Regions from separate parts of the Mus musculus genome. Here regions 2, 3 and 4 are each linked to region 1. A link is a contact called in public ChIA-PET data. All regions are on one chromosome and are shown on one strand. The core of a region is the stretch at or near the end of the contact, and the rest is flanking DNA. Distances in the headings are between cores, read along the strand shown. Region 1 has its middle 12 kb from the start of Zcchc24. Region 2 overlaps Zmiz1 (zinc finger, MIZ-type containing 1). Region 3 overlaps Zmiz1 (zinc finger, MIZ-type containing 1). Region 4 overlaps Zmiz1 (zinc finger, MIZ-type containing 1).

Region 1 (5,516 bases), core at 1,425-3,924:
AGAAGAGACTTTTTTGAGAAAAGACTTTTCTTTACTGCATGTGTACAGATGTATGTATGTGGGTCTCTCTGTGTGTGTGCACATGTGCACATATACATGTGCTTTTGTCCTCATAGAGTTTCATGATGGAGTGGATAGACACGACCTGATAATAGATGGCTAGACCTGGGTGGTGGATGGGGTGGGGGGCGGGGAAGTGGAGGCTGAAAGGTGTTCAGGTGTGATCAGTGTGCTCTGTCAGGACACTGGCTGCTGTATGAGCTTGGTTTGGTCTGGAAGGGAGAGGAGTTATTCATTCATCCAGATTCACAGAGTCACTGCTTTGTGTAGCAGAACACATGTGAAGGCCAGGCTGACTCCATGACAGGCTTCAAATTGGCAGTTAAGGAAACTAGGCCTCAGAAGCTGCCCCGCCTCCTGGCCTGAGGCAAGGACAATGGATCAGCAGCAGTTTCCAGACTTCTCAGCTACTTCCTCAGCAACAGTTTCCAGACCCTCCCCCCAGCAAGTTCCCAGCCCCCACACCCCAATAGTGGAATGTCTGTAGAGATGGACCCAATAGATGGACTCAATAGAGGTCTGTAGAGATGGACCCAATAGATGGACCCAATAGAGGTCACCTACCCTGGAGTCCCCTAATGTGCTTTAAATCAGGCCTGCAAGCTCACTTGATTGCCTCTCTATCTTGGTAATGGGAGACCCCAGCATGCTGGACTTCTGCAGAATAAAATACTCTTTGCATTTACATACTATTTGAGTCTGGAGTACCATTCTTCGGTGAAATCCTGGGCCCTTATACCATGTGCTGGAAATAAGACCATCAATGAAAAATAGGAAAGTCTGTAAGCTCCCACTTTACAGGAGGGACTTAGACTATAAGTAAGTAAATGTGATAAACAGCACATTAGACTGTGTGAACACTGGTAAGGCCCATTGCTGAGCACAAAACACACTCTGGTTGCAAGACAGAGCCATCAAGCTGGAACTAACTGAGAACTTCCTTATAGCTGGCTAAATTCCATAGTCCTGAAATGTGCTATGCACACCACCGGGGGAGAAAAGCCATCAATAATATTACCCTGCATCTTCCATTATGAACCTGTCAGGAAAGCTGTACCCTTTGATGCAATAGTGGTAATTGGTTTTAATTCCAAGTGAGACCTGAGCCATAGGAAGGAACTCATACCTGGTACCATAAACATGGCCACATGCCTATGGCTAGGACAGTCATAGGTCCAAGGTAATACCTACAACTGTTACCTTGCTATGTGGTTGTGTTGTTAAATATCGACGGATGGATGGGTATATGGATGGATGCATAGATAGATAGATTGGTAGGTAGAGGTGGATAGGTAAATAGATATGAATGGATAGATAGAAAGATAAATGATTGATACATACATACATACATACATACATACATACATAGGAAGGGATAGATGATAGATAGATAGATAGATAGATAGATAGATAGATAGATAGATAGATAGATAGATAGATAGTGCTGGCCTCAACTAAAGTGGAAACTTAAATGTCTTTGTAAAGTCAGTTGTGTTGGATGGGGTTTTGCTGGGGCAGACACAGGTGAAAGGATGTTCTGCTAAAGCAAGCACGTGAAACGACATGTGGCCGGGCATGGTGGCGCTCGCCTTTAATCCCAGCACTCGGGAGGCAGAGGCAGGTGGATTTCTAAGTTCAAGGCCAGCCTGGTCTACAGAGTGAGTTCCAGGACAGCCAGGGCTACACAGAGAAACCCTGTCTCGAAAAAAAAAAAAAAAAAAAGAAAGAAAGGAAGGAAGGAAGGAAGGAAGGAAGGAAGGAAGGAAGGAAGGAAGGACATGTGGTGAAGGGTTCTTTGCTAATGACATGAATGTATTGGAATGCACCAAAAACCTTCTGGTGGTGTGCTGCAGTTTCTTGCTGCTTCCAAGGTCTCAGGCTGATTGGCAGAGTGATGTCAGCTAAGAGAGACCCACGTGCTGAGGCCAGACCCGTGGAGAACATGTGATGTTTGGAGGTGTATAGAAAGGACCCAACAGACAGTGACAGGGACTGAGCTTGGCTTGCTTATAGAGCTAGCTGTGCGACGCTTGTGGATCTCAGGCCTTCCTGATCATCTCTTCGCTGAGAGAGGCACAGCTGAGAACTTTTCCTGGCATTCCTGTTGGCCCTGGTCCCTCCTGCTGACTTGTGCCGAGGCGGAAGCCTGCTGTTCTGCTAGGTAATGCCACCACTGCTGCTAGCCTGGCTCTACTGAACTGGATAAAGTGTTTGTGAGTGGATGGATCTGCCAGTGATGACTCCTGTGAACTGAACTGTTGATTTCCTGACAATGCAGATGGGATTTGCTCCAAAGATCCCTTTCAAAACAGGTCACTATCCCTGTACCCTTTTTTCTCCACTCCTCTGGTGGGTGGTGAGCTGAAAGGAAGGTTGAAGTGTTTAAGAGCCATCATTAAAAGTAGGATTTGGAAAAAAATTAAAGTTACACTCAACCTCAAACCAAAAATACCTTCTCTCTTCCGTGATCAGCAACAAGCGCAGAGAGCCATAAGTGGCCAAAGTGCTAAAAGCAGTGACTATTGCGTGCTTTCAGCGCTAAATGGGACCTCTCTACCAACCCTGCCCCCAAGACCCAGGAAGCAGCGGGGAAGAGAGGGGGGAGAGTGTGTAAGAGCTGTAAAATGCTGTCTTCCGGACATGATCTAGTCATTACACACATGAGCTTACCGCTGCTATGGCTACCCACCGAGATCAAGCCAACAAGATTAGTCAACGTTCTGACAGGCAGCCCTGACTGACCTCCGTGTGCTGTTAAAAAAGAAAGCAAAAAGGAGAAATGAATTTGGTGTGTCATTTAAAAACAAAAATAAGAGCCATGAAGCCGGGAGGGGGACATGTTCAGAGTACGGGGAGGGGAGGGGCTGGGATGGATATGATTGGCATTCCTTGATTGCATGTATGAACGTATCAAAGGATAAAGAAGAGAGATTAGATTAAGAAAAATCAAGAGTAGCAAAGCAAGAAAGTGGGATAGAAAAGTCCAGGTGGGGGGGTTGAGCCTACAGCTTAGCTGGTGGGATCCTGGGCCAGCATCCATAAAGCCCTCGACTCAACCTCCAGAATCCAGGCACCGTGGTACAGGCCTGTAACACTTGAGGAAGACAGAAGGATAAGCAGTTCCAGGTCATCCTCAGCAGCATAGTGAGCTTGAGGCAAGCCTGTGGCACCTGAAACCGTGTCTCCAAGGGAAGAAAAGGAGGAGGGGGGGAGGGGAGGAAGAAGAAGAGCCTTGATCTTAGCTTCTTGGGAGTCTGAGGCAGGTGGATCACAAATTTAAGGCCCAAACCAGGAGTGATGGCACACACGCTTAATCCCAGCACTCAGGATGCAGAGGCAGAGGCAGGCAGATCTCTGAGTTCAGAGCCTGGTCTACAGAGTGAGCTCCTGGAAGCCAAGGCTACACAGAGAAAACCTTTCTCAAAATAATAAAATGAAATGAAATGAAATGAAATGAAATAAAATAAAATAAAATGAAATAAAATAAAATAAAATAAAATAAAATAAAATAAAAGCAAGGCCTACCTGGGCTACATAAGGAATCACTGTCTCAAACTAAAAGAAAAAGTCAAGTCAAGAATTGCTTTAATGAGCCAGGCAGTGGTGACACACACCTTTAATCCCAGCACTTGGGAGGCAGAGACAGACAGATTTCTGAGTTCGAGACCAGCCTGGTCTACAGGACAGCCAGGGCTACACAGAGAAACCCTGCTCGAAAAACCAAAAAAAAAAAAAAAAAAAAAAAAAGAATTGCTTTAATGAAGCCATTGGAAATAGCCTCTCTGAGAATTGACAAATGAAGACTTGAATAAAAAGGTGAAGAAAGGCGCAGTTTGGAAATATTAGGAGGAAGATGGTCCATGGCCAGAAATCAGAAAGCCAAAGGTTGCAAGGTGGAACCGTGTCTCAAATGTCCAGGGAACATAAAGAAGAGCCAAGGAACCCAGGGGACATGGAGGCCAGTGAAGGGTAGGGGACAGGAGGGAGGAAGGGAGGGAGGGAGGGAGGGAGAGAGAGAGAGAGAGAGAGAGAGAGAGAGAGAGAGAGAGAGAGAATTGCAGAGCTTCACGGGGCCCTGCAAAGATGGGAGCTCCCATTGTGAGTGGGTTGGAGGGATCCCCGTGGGTCCTGAGTGAAGTGGCACCATCTGAACAAGCCTAAAAGCCGGCAAGGGAAGGATACACACTGGGCAGTGACCACTGCCCACATCCAGGCAAGAGGTGCCAGGGCTTGCAGAGAAGAGCTGCTTCGTGGCTGGGTGGTACATAGGGGCCATTTGGCTGTGTCCCTAAAGCAGAGATGATGGCATTAAGACAAAGCAGAGCTGTGGAGTCTCAGGCAGCATGAGGCATCCTGGGCTTGCTGGCATGCCGTGTGACTTCTCAGCCTCCAGAATGGTGAGCACTACCTATCCCTCCTCCTCTGTCTGCATTTGGTTTCTGCCCTGTCAGCTGTTTCTCTGGAGCACCTGGCTGCTGCATGCATCTTGCCTCCTGTGCTCACACCACAATGCTGCAGTCACCTCGGTTGCATAAGACTTTTTTTTTCTCTGCATCACCTCAGTTAAGTGGCAATCCAACACGATAGGCTTGGACTCTACCTCAGACTCATGCAGGTACGCTGGCCTAGGCAAAGACCAGGGCTGAGTTTGCTATGAAATACTATCCAGATGCAGACGCACAGTGAGCCTCTCAGGGTGGAAGGTCTGGAATCTGAAGTTGGTATGCTCTGGGGCCCTGTGCCCTGGAAAAAGCTCTTCAGTGATCTGGAAATACCCTCCAGCAACAAGCTTCCTATAGGGATAGGTTCTAATTTCCTGTCTGGGGCCAGGGGCTAAGCAGAGTCCTCCTGAGTGACTACTCTACCTCCTGAGCCTGGGTTCAAAGCACTGGGCACCTAGTGCAAGTGCCACATTTCCTTTATCTTTTTCTCTTGGAGCAGGATCCCACGCCCTAACAAATGCATTGCCCTGAGCTTGATAGGAAGCCAGGATGAATGGTGATCTTGTTTCAAGTAGGACAGTGTCTTTGACACCCCCCTCTACTGTACTGACGTTCCCTTTTTCAGGGTTATCGTCTGTGAAAGTAAAATGGATTTATTCTCCAGTGTGAAGCAGACCCAGGGATCTTAATGATCCTTGGTCGTCATCAACAGTCACCATTAAAAGCTTTAATTGATTGCATAACGTTAGATTGATTTTTTTTCAGGGTTGGTCACTGCCCCTGGGGGAATTTGCTATCTGAGACAGATAAAGTTGTTCAAGATGCCAGCACTAGAGGCAAGCTTGCAAACACGAGGAGGAATCTGGAACTCGACAGATGGAAAGGATCTGGACAGAGGAAAATCAATTCACGTCCTGGATTTGACACCAAAGGCTCATGTGGCCACCCAGTAGGAAAGCGGGACTTCAGGAGACCCAGTAGGAAAGCAGGACTTCAGGAGACCCGAGAATCTTT
Region 2 (5,516 bases), core at 812-3,311, 250 kb before region 1:
TAGGAGACTGTGTTTATATCCACTAAGCCCCCAGAGCAGGCCACCCACGTCCTTTTTTACTGTACCCCCAGCCTGGGTAGATATAGCCCCAACTCCTGTGAGCCATGGAGATTGGGCTGAAGTTACCTACGCTGCTAGAGTCAAGTGTGCATCAGTGGCTCCATGGACCTTTCCCTGCACACTATCAGCTGGTCTGACCTGTCAGCACTAGGCAAAGCCAGTTCCCAAAGGCCCTGTCCAGCCACATCCGAGGTTGTATGCCCGGGGAAGAAAGCAAGTGGTGCTTTTATCATGGCCTCATCCTGTAAACCAAATGGTCAGAGGCTCAGAGGTCAGAGGCCATGGTGGCCAAGCCCACCAGGCTTCCCAGTCCGTCCTGCCTCCAGAAAGGATCAGCCCTTATGAAGCGGCCTCTGAGGCCCTCCCTCTCCCCTGGGCCCAGTGTGAATTGATGGGACAGGAAGCTGGGGGGAGTGGGAGGATGGGTCTAGCCCAGGGATGAAGTACAATGAAGCGTGTCCTGTCCCCAGGGCCACAGGCACACAGGTCACCCCCACAGGAAGCCCGACCCAAGCACTACCTTGGCCCACCCAAGCTTCCCGACTGAAGCGTCTCCTATTCCCGTGGGAGCCACCACCAAGAATCCTACCCTCTTGAGAAAGGAAGGCGTGCCCTGACCCTGACCTGCTCTGCCTCCTGCCACGCTGTCCCACGGGTAGGGGCTTCTCACCCTGCATATGCATGACTGGGCTCCTTCAGACAACCACTGACTTCAGGCACACAGGAGACACCTCAGGGCAGGCCTGTATGCCGGAGGCCCAGATTCCAGATTCTTTGTTCAGGATCTGCTGCCAGTTTGGTGGTCCCCGCAAGCAAGTCACGTGTCCATTCTGGGCATCATCTGTAAAAAGCCAGGGACAAGAAGACACTTTGCCTAGCATAAGCAGTCAGTGAAATAAAACCCTTGGCAGAGGATGAGCTAGTGACTGGTGAGAACATCTGGACTTGGGTGACCACTCACAAGCTCCTCACACATCCCTGAGGGTGAGGAGGGCCCTCTGTCCGTCTTCCAGCCCAGCAGGTGAACCATGTCTGAGCTTTGCGTTTCATAGGCAGGGGTGTCAGGTCATTGGATCTGAAAAGTGTGTGTGTGTGTGTGTGTGTGTGTGTGTGTGTGTGTGTGTGTATACATGAGCATGTAGACGTGTGTGTTTGTGTGTGCTATGAGAAGGTCCTCCTCCCTCCTGGCAGATACCTGAGACAACCTCTTCAAAGCTGCTTGGCACCAGCCCAGTTCAGTGTATATATGGGTGTCTTCCCAAGGCTTCCAGGGAGTGGGTCAGGACTCCAAGGAATGTGGGTTAAGACTTGGAAGGGTTAAAGGAGATAGAGGGGTGTGCTTTGAACTAATGTACCTGTTAATGAACAGAGAGAGGGGAAGTTCCAACACGGAAGCCGCTCGGTCTCAGGATCCACTCTGTCAACCTGGCCTCACAGAGCCTTTGTCATTGCTTGGTGTTGTTGGGTGATCCCTACAAGTCCGACCAAGGGGACCAGAGCCTTCCCAGGAACAGACATGCAGAGGGACGATGACACAGTGCCCTGACGTCCTTAGACTGGGCAGGCATGGGTTCTTGGGAAGAGGAATTGGCAGTGTGCACTGGACGCAGGGCCCCTGAGTCACAAAGAGACAAAGTTAACCAGAGGGCCAGGCCAACCTTGGTCTCTTGTGGACTGGAGTGGTTGTCCAGGGCTGACACCATGCCCCTCACTTCTTCCTCTGGTTGTCTCCCTGCCCCACCCACCCCTAGGTGGATCCCGTTGTTACACACACACACACACACACACACACACACACACACACACACAGAAAGAGAGAGAGAGAGAGAGAGAGAGAGAGAGAGAGAGAGAGAGTACAGAGAGAGAGTGCCATGGCCCTCTGTTCTTTGTGGGAGTCACTCTGGCTGTTACACTGAGTTTTGGGTACAACCCAGAAGTACTGGTAGTGGGTGGAGTCACAGGATGGATGGTTATGAGTCAATATTGCTAAGCTTGTGTGTCATCAGACTGCATGCTGGGCTGGCTTCTCCTGCTGGCTGCTTTTTCTCACCCACATATGTGGGCTGCTCCTCCGGATGGTGCAATGCTGTGTCCAAAAGCTCAAAACAACTCAGGTCAGAGAATCTGGAGGCTCTGCTCCAGGCCCCAGGAGCCCCAGCCTGGTGTGATGCCCTTGATCTCTGAGATCTATTCACAGTGGCACGGAGTGGCCATGGGCACTTGAGAGCTCTCAGCCCTGACCTCATGAGAGACTCTAGACAGTTTTGAGTGATAATGGACTCAGATGAATAAAGGCAGACCCTTGGGCAGCAGGCTGCCCACTTATGGTTGGGGTAGCCTCTGGTGGCTGTCCTCTCTACTCTCCCCAAGAGCCCTGGGATGACAGTCCTGTGGACTCAGTTCACAGTGCCTAAATCTAGTACTGAGTCCAATACTGTCACTTTCTGACCCTAAGCAAGTGGCCTCCAGTATCTGAGCCCATATTGCCTCATTTGTGCAGTGAGGACGCCAGTCCCCACCTCATGGAATTGCTTTGAGTGTGGGGGTATAAGTTTGTTTACAGTGGGTGCATATGTATAAACAGTATCTTTAGACTAGGCCTGGAGTGGGGCAGTAAGCACCATGTGTCAGCCCACTGTCTCTAATCCAAACATGGCCTGTAACACTGAAGCCAGTGCTGCTTCTTTGTATCCAGCTAAGTCCTTGCTTTGCTCTGTCTCTGTTGCTATAACAAACTACTTGAGACCAGATAGTTTAGAAGGAATAGGAGTTTCTTTGACCCATATTTCTGGAGGCTGAGGAGTCCTAGTACATAGTGTTAGCATCTGCTGAGGGCTTCCCAATGAGGTAGAGGGTGCTCCATTGCCAGACTGAGCTCTTCTGTGACACCACTAATGCCATCATGAGGGCCCCACTTCCAAGCCATGAACACATAGACAGTGGGGACATATTCAAACCGTAAAATTGGGGTGTCTGCAAGACTAGTATCAGGTGCTAGAGCATCATGAAAAGACTACCCACCTCAAGCAATATCCTCGTGCCTTCCAAGCCCCCAGGGTGTGTGTTCTGTCAGTCCTAAGGATGAATGGGCAGGTGAGGGTGCGCTTCTCACCCCGACACTGTCTTCAGATTGCTAGGATGAGAGCCTCCCCCTGAAAGAACGTGGTGGGGCCGGGGAGGGGTGGTGATCCCAGCTTCTGTAGAGAAGGGCAGCTTACGCCTACAAGAAGGCCTGGCTGGCATGCTCCTAACGATCACAGGACCCTCCAGGACAGGGAGACAACCTGTAATGGGTGTGCCCTGGCCCAGGGATGGATGAGCTGATATCACATCCGTAATTGGTGCAGGAAGATGCAGAGGCTGAACTACGCTGGCACCTTCCAGGGCTGGGCCTAGGGCGCCCAGGAAGGCAGGCCTAGCTAGTCTCTGGCCATGCACAGGGAAGCAGATCAGGACTGCCCTTCTCTGCCCAGCTCCCTGCTGAGGGTTAGTCTCCTCCTAGAGTTTGTCCAGCCACCTGGGCACTGAGTAAACATCGTCCCTCTTCCCAGCTGGAAACTTCAGGGGATGGCAGGCAGCTGGACCAGGTTAGGAAAAGATGAAAGGGAAAGGCTGGACACAAACTCCAGCACTGACCAAACAAGGTGTGGGTGGGGAAAGCTGAGTTGGTGACGTGCCTAGAGACAAACTGTGGGGTGAAGCGCAAAGACCCTTTCTTCTTTAGTCCTTCAGCTGCCTCTGACAAACTCATGGGCCACCCCTGGAGAGAAGGCTGGACTCCAGTAATACCTTCCCTCCCCTTGTCACACCACAGAGGAAACTGAGGCTCAGGGCCATACAGACTGAGGCCACAGGAGAGGCAGGATTCTCTCCAGGCCTGGGTGACATTAGGGCCTTAACAAGAACAGGGCTTTTGGGCTGGAGAGATGGCTCAGTGGTTAAGAGCACCGACTGCTTTTCCGAAGGTCCTGAGTTCAAATCCCAGCAACCACATGGTGGCTCACAACCATCCGTAATGACATCTGACGCCCTCTTCTGGTGCATCTGAAGACAGCTACAGTGTACTTCGATATAATAATAAATAAATCTTTTTTAAAAAAAACGGGGCTTTCATTTGTCTGGAGTTTATAAACCTGGGCTCCAGATGCTACTTCTAGGCACATGTGGCCAGCGTCCTTAAGGGATGCCTGCTTGGTAGGGAATGTGACTGCTTGGGGGTGGCCATGGAAGTCATAGAGAACACACAGTGCCCAGTGCTGGAGCTTCTCCTACTTCTTGTACCTCTTGTGCATTTGAAGTCAACTCATCCAGGCCTTAATCCATCGATGGCTCCAGATGAGGAACTGAAGAACGACCAGCTGTTTATTTGTGGGTCAAGACTGACTCTCTGGCTCTTTAGTTGCTCCCTACCCTGCTACACACACACACAAATACACACACACACAAATACACACACACACACACACACACACACAAATACACACACACACACACACACACAAATACACACACACACACACAAATACACACACACACAAATACACACACACACACACAAATACACACACACATACACACACGAGAGAGAGAGAGAGAGAGAGAGAGAGAGAGAGAGAGAGAGAGAGAATGAACAATTCTGCAATTCTGACTCGGCCTCTGGTCTTGGGCCTCCCCCATACATCTGTGTTCCTGGGTAAGATGGCAGGTTCAGACCAAGGCACTGATCTCTGAGCTTCTACCAGGTGGTAAATGCTGCATGTTGAAGGTCCCAGAGGTAGGGGGAGGTGCCGCTCCTGAGCAGCCCCAGGTCAGCAGTGGGGAAGAGTGATGGCAAGCAAAGCCAAGAGATAAAAAATTTATTTTATGGTCCATAGCATTGAAAGTGAAACGTTCCTGCATTGGTTCCAAGACCCATATTTTGGCCACCCTGGGCCAGGTTCCCTTCTGAACAAGACCACGGCCCCTTAGAAAGGAGAACTAGCTGTGGCATCCTTGAGGTATATCGCAGTGGCCTGCACAAAAGGGAACTCCTGCCCAGTGTGTGTGTGGAGGTTGCCTAGAGCCTGTGGGTGATACAGTGGAAAGGGAAGTGGCCCTTCTTCCAGGAGCAAGCAAGCCTGACACAGACATTCTGCACATGCTCCTGGGGCAGCCGTGGAAGGGCCTGGACCTCTAGTTCTGGGATTAGTGTCTGGGGCCTTCTACTGAACAGGACCCATTACAGCTTTAGTAAATGTCACGCTAAGCATCTCTTAGCATTGCGTGCGGCAGAATTCCATGATGCCCTGCTACAGCCCAGGAAGGCTCTCAAGGTCCACCCTCTTATGGATGAGAAAGCAATCCCCAAGAGGTTCCTTGCCCAGCATCACATAGCTCAGGAAGTGGCAGAGATGAAATCCCCGTCTAGTCACTTGATGCTGTCATGCGTTCTGAGCCAGGTCAAAGGAAAAGTGATT
Region 3 (5,516 bases), core at 1,688-4,187, 150 kb before region 1:
AGAGCCTCTATGTTGGTGTCATGAGCTCTGCCATTTGAGGGGCCTGAGAGTGGTCACCAGCTGCTTGCTGGTTCCCCTAGGATTGGACACAGTGTACAGCTGGGTTGCTCAGCACATAAAGGTGTGATCTGCTGTCATCTGGCTGCCGATGTGGTGAGAATTGGGGATTCTGTGCTATCTAAGGAAGAAGTGGGGCTCACTCCAGCCTCTTACCTGGAGGAATCAGACCGTGAGTTTCGATGACATGTCTCAGAGGTTCCCCAGGGACAAAGGATTTCCATAGGACTTCCTTGGCCCCCCAATTCCCTAAGTTTGAACAGAGGGTAGTGGTGTTTTAGCCTGTAGGAGAGAGCGTGTTCAGGAAGGAAAATGGATCTTGAGGCTGTCCCTGCTGCAGCTCCACGATCAATAAAGTGTGTGTGTGTGTGTGTGTGTGTGTGTGTGTGTCTGTGAGGGGGGTGTCTTCTCACCTTAGGGACTCAGGCCAATGCGAGAGCATTCTGGTCTCCTAGGCCATCTAACTACATCCCTTTTACTACCGTTGCCACCTCTGGGCTATCCTTGGCCTTTTCAGGTGTTCCTTAGGGCAAGAAGAAGTTGCAGGGGCAGGTGGGGAGTCCTCAAATAGCCCCTTAGGAACACCAGTGTGTGTCCTTGAGCACCAAGGAGTTCTGCCCTGGTGGAATCCATGTCTTCCCAGGCTGTGGAGAGAAGTTTGTTATGGGCGTAGGTCCAAGGCTCTAAATGGAAGACTATAGTTACCTCCCTCCTCCCTCCTCCCCTCCCCTTCCCCTCAGTGCTGCATACTTTGTTTCTGTGGCTGTACGTTGTAGTAGTGGGGATTAAACCCAGAGCCCTATGCATGCTAGGCAAAAGTTCTGCCACTGAGCTACCATCCCCAGCACTTGGATTATTGGTATTGTACTGTTATTGTTTTGTTTTTGAGATAAGGTCTGTGTGGACCAAGCTGGCCTCAAACTCAAGAGAAACTGGCCTGCTTCTGCCACTGCCTCCTGAGAGTTGGGACTAAAGGCCTGTTGTCATTTGTGTTTTATTTTTTACGTTTCTATGTTTGTGTGTGGAGATCAAAGGACAGCTTGTGGGAACCATTTCTCTCCTCCCACCATTTGGGTCCTGGGATTTGAACTCAAGGTTGAGTAGACTTTAGCTTGGCACCAAGCACGATCACCCACTGAGCCTTCTCACTGGTCCCCCATGCTTTGTTCATAAAGCTCTTTCGTCTCCTACTGTAATGGTCTGCAATCCCTAGCCAGCAAATGGCCATCCCTAAAGCCTAAGAAGACAAAGGTCACGACCTGCCACACACTGAGCAGTGGCCTGAGTCAGGCTCCTGACTTCTCCTGGATAGCAGCTGTAGCTGTCCACCCGCAGGAGGATCTGTGGGAGGACCAGGGAGCCACTACTTCAAGAGGGACATCTCCAGAAGTGGCTCTCTGTCAGATGAACTGAGCCAGATTGCCAGCTCACTTCCCAAGCCCGTCCTCGGGTCCACAGTACTTTGAGAGGACACTTTGTAGAGATGAAACCATCCTAAGGGTAGGACATTCTCTTCCTGATGAACATTCTCCCCTGACTTGGCACTGCAGTCTTAGCATCTGAGCCTGAACTATATAGGCTGACCTGATGGTAATGGGAAATGTGCAGGGAACTTTTCAGACTGGGTTCTTCTGAGGCCCCCAGAGGCTCAACTCTTCAGGAATCTTCTTGAGTCTCCTCTTGCTCAGCCCCGGACAGCCTCCACAAGGCAAGGAACAGCCAAACCGGTTTGGGAATCAGCCTTGCAGGCTCTAAGGTTCCTCAGAGTTCAGTTCCCAGGGTGTGTTCACACACCTAGAGACTCCAGCTTCTGTCACCCATAGAGCCCTTGGGAAGAGGGAGTGTTCTAGAGGCAGGGGTGGAGGTGGGAGGAGTAGCCTGAAGCTACTCCAGGCTGGGTCACTCCATAGGATTCTTTAAGCACACACTGTCCCAGCCTGAGGAGCAGTTAGGGGACCAGACCTGACCAGTCCTGGCCTGTGGGGCCTAAGCTTCTATAAGAATGAGGGATAAATGGAAGGGTTCCCAGCCAGTGTGTCAGCAGGCAGCTTCTGCCATCTTGCCTCTCACACCACACAGTGCCGGGGCTGGCAAAGCAGGGAACAGAAGGTGAGAGTGATCTGGGAAAACCAGAAGCTTAGGCCAACACCTTACTGAGAAAGGCCTGGCAAGAGTGTGGCAATTCCTCAGGAGTACTTCCTCCACAGAAAACCAGGGGCTTTTGTCAGCACCACCAAAGTCCAGCTCCCTGTGACCACCAAGAAGTCCTGACCCCCTGTTGCTAAGGCTGCCAAGTTCTTCCCACCTACCCACACACCCTCCTGAACTTAGAAAGGGACAAAAGCCACTCTTGGCCACACAGGTATTGAGCTCAGCTCAGATGAGAAACTAGGATGGTACTTCAGTGTCTCCTAGTGATGGGTTTGATGTCCCAGATGAGGGACATAAAAGGGAAGTCCTAGGTACCAGTGGCAGGGTCATTGTCCTGATCTTCTGAATCCACCCACACCCCTTGCCCCCTTCCTCCAATACAGTATAGCTCTTGGGCAGACCTCAAGGCATGGGAGTCAAACTGAGAGTGTGAAGTAGCTGGGGAGGGGGTGGGGGAAGGAAGCGTGGTGGCTGGCAGATCTTCCCCATCCACTGCAGCAGGGTGAGTAGGGTCAGAATGGCCACCCTTCCTGTAGACAAATGTGCCTGCAGAGCCTAAGGCTGCTTTACCGGATCAGTGACTCAGAGCTACCTGCCCCAGCCCAAGACTAGAATCTCCTTCATGGTCACGGGGTTCCTTTGTGGGTTCCTCCCAAGGCAGAGAGTGGGACCATTCCTCCATTGCTGGGGCCCCCCTACAGAGGCCAGCAGGAAGGAAGCCAAGAGACAGCTCTGCAGACATTTCAGTTCCTCAGGACACAAGTCCAACCTACTGACTCTTACAAGGGAGCCATGCCATGAGAGCAGGAGGCCTGGCTCCTGGTGCCCTCCCACGCCCTTCAGGGCACAATAGGGTAAATGCCAAGAGCCTTTCAGAGATGGTCTGTGTGGACAGGCCCTGTGCTCAGTGCCCCTACAGAGGGTGAGCCTCAATAGGCTGGCACAAGAGATGAGGCGGGAGTAGGTAGAGATCAAGGTGAAACGTGGGTCGGAGGTCAGCCTTGTAGAGAAGCACTGGATGTGGCCACTGTTGGGTGCCAGAGATGGCACTGCCCACCCCAGGGAGTATCAAACATAAAGGTGCCAAGTGGACAGCTTTGAGCATCTGTGTATGTTTATGTGATTCTCCTAGAGTGTGGGAAAGACAGACCCACAAGGGACCAGGTTCGTTTTCTGTTTGTCAGATGTCTCAGCCTTGGAAGGCCTTCAGAGGAAGGCAACAGGGAAAACCAGTGAATTTATCCTGCAGGATACTCCACTTGCCAGAATCTGAATTTGTTTAATGTTGACCTCAGGAGGGAGGAAGCCTGATGCTTCTCCTGTGAGCTTCCACAGTTAAGCCTGGTCTATTGCCTCGAGAATCCTCAGATCCTTGTCTGTAAACAAGAGGAGTTTTGCTGTCTCACCATTTCACACGCAGAATGAAGGGGTGAGCCGAGGCCTGTGAATCCCTGATACGTTCTAGAGTGGCCAGCCCAGGCTAGAGACTCCCAGCCACCTGGTTTTGGGACCAAGACTTTGTGCTTGGGAGATGAAAGAGGAGAAGGTGAGAGTGTGATCTGGCCCCACCTAGAGGGATAAGAGGTGGCCTTTCCTCTGTGGGTACCACATAGTGGATGTACAGACACCATCAGCACTGGTGCCAGGACAGATGACATGAAGGTGGCAGCTGTCCTTAAGTCACCTACGCTGTTGTTTCTGTAAGAGGCTTATATTTATAAAGTCTCATTAGCCGTCCGTGGCTATGCATGGCATGAAATGTGTCAGTGGACTCTGTGATAGGTTTTATCTGGTGACAGTGCCATGGAGACTGGCTTGCAGTCCGGGAGGGGCCTTGCACCAGCTCTACAGCCTGGCTTTCAGATGGAGTGCTTGATGACTGACCGTCTCCCATACTCTCATGTACCGAGCTATTTCTGTCTGTGCCGCACTGCAACCTGTTAGTCATGTGTTGGCTGCGTAGTTCTTACTAAATGCTATGCCAAGTGCTAGGACTATGCAAGGGGCCGCTCCAGTCTCATGTCTAACCCCTGGGTAGCCTGTCTCCTGGCCCCATTTGCTTCCATTCAGCTTATCCTGTCTATCCAAAGCAGGGTGGGTTGGTGACAGACACGTTGGGAGACAGGCACATGATGGGTGGGCCTGCTCTGATGCATTGCAGAGCTTGTAGTAGAGAAGGTGTAAGGAGAGCAGGCTGCTGAGACGATCAACACACCATGTTGGTACATATTCTTGAGATAGGTAGGTGTGCTCGGGGGACTAGAGTGGCCATGTTGGTAGCTTTCTGACTCACCAGGAAGTGCCTAACTCATCCTGCTGCTGTGTCATCGTCCCCTGTGCACCTGAAATGCGTGACTGAGCTATTTATTGGAGGAATGGCCCTTCCTTGCATTCTTTCCTTCCTAGGATGTGTGAAGGAGGAATCCCTTGTCTCTTGACGGTCTCTTCCTGGCTACTTCAGAGTCCATCCTTGGTGGCCTGAGGGACTCAGAAGCCACCCCTCCTATCTCTACTGCCCCCTCCACACACACAACCTTCTCCCCTGGTGCCTTCTAGCCATGGAAATGTTTTGTGCTCCTCAGAGTCTCCTTGTCTCACTGTGCATTCCCTGCTGGCAGCAGGGTGGACAAAGCCTCTGTTTGTCTCTTACCTCCCTGCTCTCCAGACTGCTCCTCAGGCTCCTCCCTGCATCTGGTCCTTCCCAGTTCCTGGATCTTAAAGCACTGAGCAGCCTGGGCCTGTATCTAAACCTTGCCAAGCTGCCCAGAGATCTGGCTCCCTCTGGTTTATTTGCTCCTTTTCAAGCTCAAGCCCAACCCAGACTAGTGAGGTTCAACCTTTCCTATGACCCTGTGTACTCACTGTCTTAGATGCTGAGATCCAGCCTCTGTTCCCCTGTACCCCAACTGGATCCTATCCTCATTGGCCCCCAAAAGCTGATCTCTGAAGTTCCGAACAACGCCAGGTGTCCAGGTGGTTCCCCAAATTAGAGCCTTGCTGCTTCTGCCTCCTCTGATCTCCTCTGGGAGGTGCAGAAAAAGAAGCAGATTCAGGGCCTGTCCCTGCCCCTAGGGGAGGCACACCTAGGGTCGGTCACGAGCTCGGTGCCTAGGGCTCTGCATTCCAGTCTTCGGGGCCTCTCCCGTTGTTCCCCTCCTTGCCCTAAAGGACATTGTGATAGTACCTGTTTGTGAGAGTAGTTGCTAGAAAGATCTTGAAGAGGTAGATGTGGGGAACCTGGCTCTTCTATATCCCCTCAGACCCACTTCCTGGGACCCAGTCAGTCACCAGTCCGTGTGTCTTTCCTG
Region 4 (5,516 bases), core at 1,376-3,875, 130 kb before region 1:
TCCCAGAGTCAGGTAAGAACTTGTCCCATCCTCTACCATGGTCCCTCCTAGGCACAAGTGTCTCTTATTCCTCCCAAGAGTGGGGAGGGGGGTTCTCCAGAGAACCGTGCCGTGACACTCTCCTCACTGAAGACAGTCTCAGGACATATCCAGCTGCAGACAGCATCACTCCGGAAAGGGTACACAGCTGTCTCAGTAGGGACACAGCTGGGTCCCTGAGGATCATCCCCCATTGTAGGGCCTTCTGGGATAGAAGAGGAAGGGTGTTTATGTGACAAGGCCATGAGTACTGTTCTGAGACCTTGTTCCCTCCAGTTGTGCAAACAAGAGCGTTACTGGGCGTTACTGACCTCAGGGTTCTAAGCTGGAAACCTTTGGCCCTGAATGGTCTGGATTAGGTTTTCCTAAGATGTCACCTCTCAGTAAAGGGTGCCTTAGCCTGACAAGCCCAGCTGTCTTCCCAGACATGCTATTCTTGTTTCCTCTTCTTTTCTCTCTCCTCACCTCCTTCCTAACAGAGGGCCCCCCTCTGCCGGACCTAGGCCAGGCCATCCTGGGGGGGAGCTGTCATGCTTCCCTGGGTCTTCATCCACAGACAACATCTGGGCCAAAGACACAGAGGTGTCTTTTTTAGAGCAGCAGCCCAGGGCGTCCACCAAGCCCTATTGTAGAGTTGGGACCGAGTAGGCTAATGTTTGCCAAAGACTTCGCTTGCCTCAGATCTATCTCTGCAGCCATGGGGACCACTTGGGCTGGCTTTGTGAGCCTTGGCCTCACTCCTTCCTGGCTGACATTCTCAGCCCACTCCCTTTGATCCCTTACGTGTTCTGGGGACTCTTCAAGCCACTCCCATGCTCCTCTGCTGTGTCTTCCCTGCCATGTTTCAGTCTTTGTCTTCTCTTTCTCCACGCTGCCTCAGGTACCGACCTTAATGACAGTCTCTCTCTCTCTCTCTCCCCCCCCCCCTCTCTCTCTCTCTTTCTCTCTGTTTGCAGGTCCTCGGGAACCCTATGGCCAATGCCAACAACCCTATGAATCCAGGTGGCAACCCCATGGCATCAGGCATGAGCACCAGCAACCCCGGCATCAACTCCCCACAGTTCGCAGGGCAACAGCAACAGTTCTCCACCAAAGCTGGCCCTGCACAGCCCTATATCCAGCCCAACATGTACGGCCGACCTGGCTACCCTGGTAGCGGGGGCTTTGGGGCCAGGTGAGTGACCAACCTGGATGGTGCCCTTCTACGGCAGCGTGTTAGCCCTGCCTTCCTACCTACATCCAGGAAGGACTCTTATTTGAATGCCAGTTCCACATAGCCTGGTCTAGGATATGAGGACAGTTCTGCCATGTGTCTTAGCAGATTGGCATCAACCTCCCAGGGGTAGAGGGGATACTTCCTCAGTTCCTTCTCAGCCATGTACCTTTATGCTAAGACAGTGGGGTGAGCAGGCAGGATTGGAGAGCAGTGGCAGTGAGCTCCATCTGTCCAAAACTCCTTAGAAAGCTCACTGACCTGAATGAAGAAGAAATGGAGGCTAGAGTCCCCAACCTCAGATCACAGTGAAGAAGGGACAGAAGCAGCCCAAGCCACCTTGAGCACACTCCGCCTAGCTCTCGAGGCAAAGTTGCTGGGTTTCTAGCCTCGCAGTTCAAAACAGGAGTCTCACACACCTCAATCCACATCTACAGCACACAGCACCATACAATTCTCAGGTCAATGTTTGCTTAGAAGGTAGTCTGTGGTGACCAAGGAAAAGCAGAGAAGCTATGGAAATGTCCTAGCCCCAGCAAAGATTCAAAAAGGAGTGGCCTTGTCATCACTAGTAGCAAGAATAGCCACCAATCTCAGAAGTCCCAGGTCCGCTGCTGGGCCTCACACCCACAAGCTAGGTGTCTGGAATTCATGCGTATAATCCTGTAGCCTTCCTCCTGGTACTGGGTACATCCCAGAGTCAGCTAATGAGTTCTCTCTGACTGCTCCCTGCTTCTCCTCCACAGTTACCCTGGGGGTCCTAGTGCCCCAGCAGGCATGGGCATCCCTCCACATACTCGGCCTCCTGCTGACTTCACCCAGCCAGCGGCCGCTGCTGCAGCAGCTGCAGTAGCAGCCGCCGCTGCCACAGCCACAGCCACAGCCACAGCTACAGTGGCAGCCTTGCAAGAGACACAGAACAAGGATATAAACCAGTATGGACCGGTAAGGGTTCCTGCCCGCTGGCCTGGCCTCACCCAGGCTGGGGAAATCTTGAGCGTTAATGCCACGGGTATCCTTGGAAGCCCCTTAAAAGAGTGTTGTGTGTGGGTATGGTAAAATGGTTGGGTGTGGTGGGGTTTGGGGGTATGCTATGCTCTCTGGGCTGGTAGCTCCCAGTGCATATGGGGGAAGAGGTACCCTATTGGTTTCGGAGTTCCTGCTTATCAGACAGTAGGTTGTGTGCCTAAAATGGCTTTGTGACTAGCTTGTCCCTAATCACCTCTGAGGCCACTATTGTCCCATCTGTGGATTTTACCCAGGCCTCATCGTAGATCCTCTGACCTTCAAAAGGATGGGGTGGGGTGTGAAAAGGGGAACCCCATAACCCTGCAAGGCAGAAACATGAAGGAAGGGTGCAGGGTGAGCAGGAGGAAGTGGGCTGGGTAAATCACACTTAGTGTATGGAGGGTGTGTCTCCATTGGCTACTGACCAAGGGCAAGGCCAGGGCTTTCAGGAAAGGGCTTCAGCCTCCATCCTCATCCGCCTCCTCTTCCTGTGTCCTCCCTGTGTCCCTCCCATCCCTACCCACTTCCATGTCCCCTGCCTGCCTCCCTGGGAATGCTGCCTGTGCCTTGGAGTGACTGCTCCCTGCCCTACCCAAACCCACCAGCTGCATTTTCCCATGAGACCTGCAGAGGGCAGTAGTGAGCCCTGGAGGACTGGGTCCTTTAAGAGCTCCTGGCTCTTAACTGCAGCCCTGTGGGAAAGTGCTGCTCCCCCTTTAGCCCCCTACCTTCCTTCCCTGCACTTTCAATGCATGTGGCATTTTATTCTTTTTTTTTTCTTCTTCTCCCATTGAAGGTGTGTTCCTCTTTCCAGATGGGTCCCACCCAGGCGTATAACAGCCAATTCATGAACCAACCCGGGCCTCGGGGGCCTGCCTCCATGGGGGGCAGCCTGAACCCTGCCGGCATGGCAGCTGGCATGACACCCTCGGGCATGAGCGGCCCTCCCATGGGCATGAACCAGCCCCGACCACCCGGCATCAGCCCCTTTGGCACACACGGGCAAAGGATGCCCCAGCAGACCTACCCAGGCCCCCGGCCCCAGTCCCTTCCTATTCAGAGCATAAAGAGGCCATACCCGGGAGAGGTAAGTGTGACTATGATGGGGGATGGGAGGAGAAGGAACATTGACAGAGGGACCATGGACCCAGGGACCTTGGAAAAGGCACAGTTAGGCCACTTAGAGAACTTGAACTAAAGGGCTTTGGAGGCTTAGCCCCTGACTAATATCATCTCTGTTGTGGAAAACACCAAACAAGTCACTACACCTGAGTGTGTATGACTTTAAATCAATGGTATTCACAATCCACACTGGCCCTTAGAATGCCCAGAGGACAGGGGGCCGTGACATTGTAAAATACCCTGCCTAGAGCAGGCAAGTGTAGAAGCAGAAACCATGGAGACCACTTAACCCTGTCCATACTCAGATACTAATGGATGACCCTGGATGAGGACCTCAGTGCAGGGAGCCACCTAGAGAGTGAGGGCTGCCACTAGTACACTAGTACAGGCTGTGTGTCAGGGAGGCCATCGGATGGCACACAGTATCCCTAGGGCTTACTTCCATCATATTGCTCTCCTGGGGATAGTGCCTTCTCTGGGGTCTCCTAGCAGAGGTGCCAGAGGAAACCATCCCAGCAGACGGTCCCAAGCACCGTGGAAGGTCAGGGGAAAAGGGAAGTCACCAGGTCTCAGTGACACTCAGAATACAACTGAGACCAAGATCCGTGCCCAGCTGATGCGCCCCCCTCGCTCCAGTGAAGTTTGTCTTTGGCACACCATGATGCCCCTTCCTGGGCATGGCACCTCAGCTCTTCATCTTCTCAGATCATGTCCTTCTGGCTGGTCAAGACTGTGGCCTTCAACTTGAGCTGAAGCAGATTTCTATCCCACGAAAGCATAAGCTCTCTGTCCCCACAGGTCCCTTCAGCCGCCACTCTCACAGAGGTTGGATGATGTCATAATTGGTATAGGTGCCCTAAGCCTGAGACTCAGGAATAGGCTATAGTGATTAGGCTTCCTGTACACCCAGGAGGCCAACTCAAGACCTGAGCCTCGACCTAGTGGGCACTAGGGAGAGAAACTCAAAGGCCTTTAGGCTCCTCCCAGCCCTGCCTGTCCTTGGTTTGGGGCCTTAAGCTGATGGCTTCACTCCCAGAACACAGTCACTAAACACCCTCTACCCTCAACCTCCTGAGAGATAGTTGGCTGCACTGGGCATGCATGTCTGAGCTTCAGGCTGCTCACCTGAGATGAGGCCGCAGAAGAATTGCATATTGAAAGCCCTACATTGAAGCCAAGCCCTCTGCTTTTACTAAAGGAGTTCTCCCCAGAGCATTGCTGCTTCCCAGCTGGTCCAGGTTATAAGATGCTGGGAGCTCTGGCTTCTACCTCATGGCAGTATGTTCATCCTATGTTAGAAGTGGTACAACCTAGCCAGGCATTGGTGGTATATGCCTTTAATCTCAGTACTTGGGAGGCAGAGGCAAACAGATCTATGAGTTCTAGGCTAGCCTGGTCTACCGAGCAAGTTCTGAGATAACCAGAGCTACACAGAGAAATCTTGTGTCAACAAAACAAAACAACAAAAAAGGTACATCCTTAATTCAGGCTTCAATCATGTTGTCTGGTCCCCTACCACACTCCTGTAGCCTGGTGAACATGCAGGTACCAGCCACTTCACACCACCGTGAGAACTCGCTGTGGCCCAGAGTAGCAGATGTCCCCCCACCGTACAGTCATTGAAAGTTCCTGAGCACAGTCCACTCTGATGAGCACTCTCAGGCACTTGGCGCACTCTCACCAACTAGATTTAAGCCTAGAGGATGAGACTCTCTGACAGGGAATATTCTTGAATAGACATCAAAGAACCATTGACTCTGGGACACCATGTTCTGGGTACCTAGGTGACAGGAAGCCCTAGATCATCCACTGTTCCAGCTAGGGAAGATGGAAGGAGGTGGCACTGTCTCCTTCCTCAGTGACTTCTCTAGGAGGGGCTCTCGTGCTCCCCACTCCTCATTGGCTAGTTCTCCCACAGCTGTATAGTTGACGCTGCTAAGAATGGAGCACTAGATAGATGTTTGCTCTGTATAGGATGTAGGGACAGTGCTATCCAGATCAGCCTCACTGCATGGCTTGTCAGCTCTTGGTAACAAATTCTGTGACCTGCATCTCCCTGACATATCGGGGTGCACACACAAACACTGGGAGAAACAAAGGAGTACTTTAAGATTGAACCCCTCAAAGACACAGC

Evidence for each region. ChIA-PET counts read pairs in DNA pulled down with a chosen protein or histone mark.
Region 2: a contact with region 1 is called in an RNA polymerase II ChIA-PET map of memory CD8 T cells, with 13 read pairs. The contact joins two enhancer-like sites. A contact is called at or near these places in 3 of 115 datasets of contacts at active chromatin or transcription factors (effector CD8 T cells, memory CD8 T cells and pancreatic cancer cells).
Region 3: an RNA polymerase II ChIA-PET map of memory CD8 T cells shows a contact between it and region 1, with 7 read pairs. The contact joins two enhancer-like sites. A contact is called at or near these places in 3 of 115 datasets of contacts at active chromatin or transcription factors (CD8 T cells, embryonic stem cells and memory CD8 T cells).
Region 4: a contact with region 1 is called in an RNA polymerase II ChIA-PET map of memory CD8 T cells, with 24 read pairs. The contact joins two enhancer-like sites. A contact is called at or near these places in 1 of 484 Hi-C or Micro-C datasets (cardiomyocytes), 3 of 115 datasets of contacts at active chromatin or transcription factors (effector CD8 T cells, embryonic stem cells and memory CD8 T cells) and 1 of 9 other capture datasets (liver).

Annotation. Positions count from the first base shown.
Region 1 is chr14:25,778,062-25,783,577 of GRCm38.p6, forward strand. No RefSeq gene overlaps it. Among named protein-coding and RNA genes, the nearest start is that of Zcchc24, 12 kb to the left of the region's middle. Within about 2 kb of position 2,675, at least 67 of the 459 cell types and tissues checked have an H3K27ac peak or open chromatin away from gene starts, as enhancers often do. A contact at or near this core is called in CD8 T cells, effector CD8 T cells and memory CD8 T cells, where this site is marked.
Region 2 is chr14:25,525,445-25,530,960 of GRCm38.p6, forward strand. The region is part of intron 2 of Zmiz1 (zinc finger, MIZ-type containing 1); the gene reads left to right. Among named protein-coding and RNA genes, the nearest start is that of Mir3075, 6.2 kb to the right of the region's middle. Within about 2 kb of position 2,062, at least 120 of the 459 cell types and tissues checked have an H3K27ac peak or open chromatin away from gene starts, as enhancers often do. A contact at or near this core is called in memory CD8 T cells, where this site is marked.
Region 3 is chr14:25,625,919-25,631,434 of GRCm38.p6, forward strand. The region is part of intron 6 of Zmiz1 (zinc finger, MIZ-type containing 1); the gene reads left to right. Among named protein-coding and RNA genes, the nearest start is that of Gm45915, 25 kb to the left of the region's middle. Within about 2 kb of position 2,938, at least 40 of the 459 cell types and tissues checked have an H3K27ac peak or open chromatin away from gene starts, as enhancers often do. A contact at or near this core is called in CD8 T cells and memory CD8 T cells, where this site is marked.
Region 4 is chr14:25,643,661-25,649,176 of GRCm38.p6, forward strand. Zmiz1 (zinc finger, MIZ-type containing 1) reads left to right here. Exons shown (of 24, transcript NM_001310666.1): 8 at 1-12; 9 at 996-1,213; 10 at 1,999-2,197; 11 at 3,075-3,347. Among named protein-coding and RNA genes, the nearest start is that of Gm52102, 15 kb to the right of the region's middle. Within about 2 kb of position 2,626, at least 74 of the 459 cell types and tissues checked have an H3K27ac peak or open chromatin away from gene starts, as enhancers often do. A contact at or near this core is called in effector CD8 T cells and memory CD8 T cells, where this site is marked.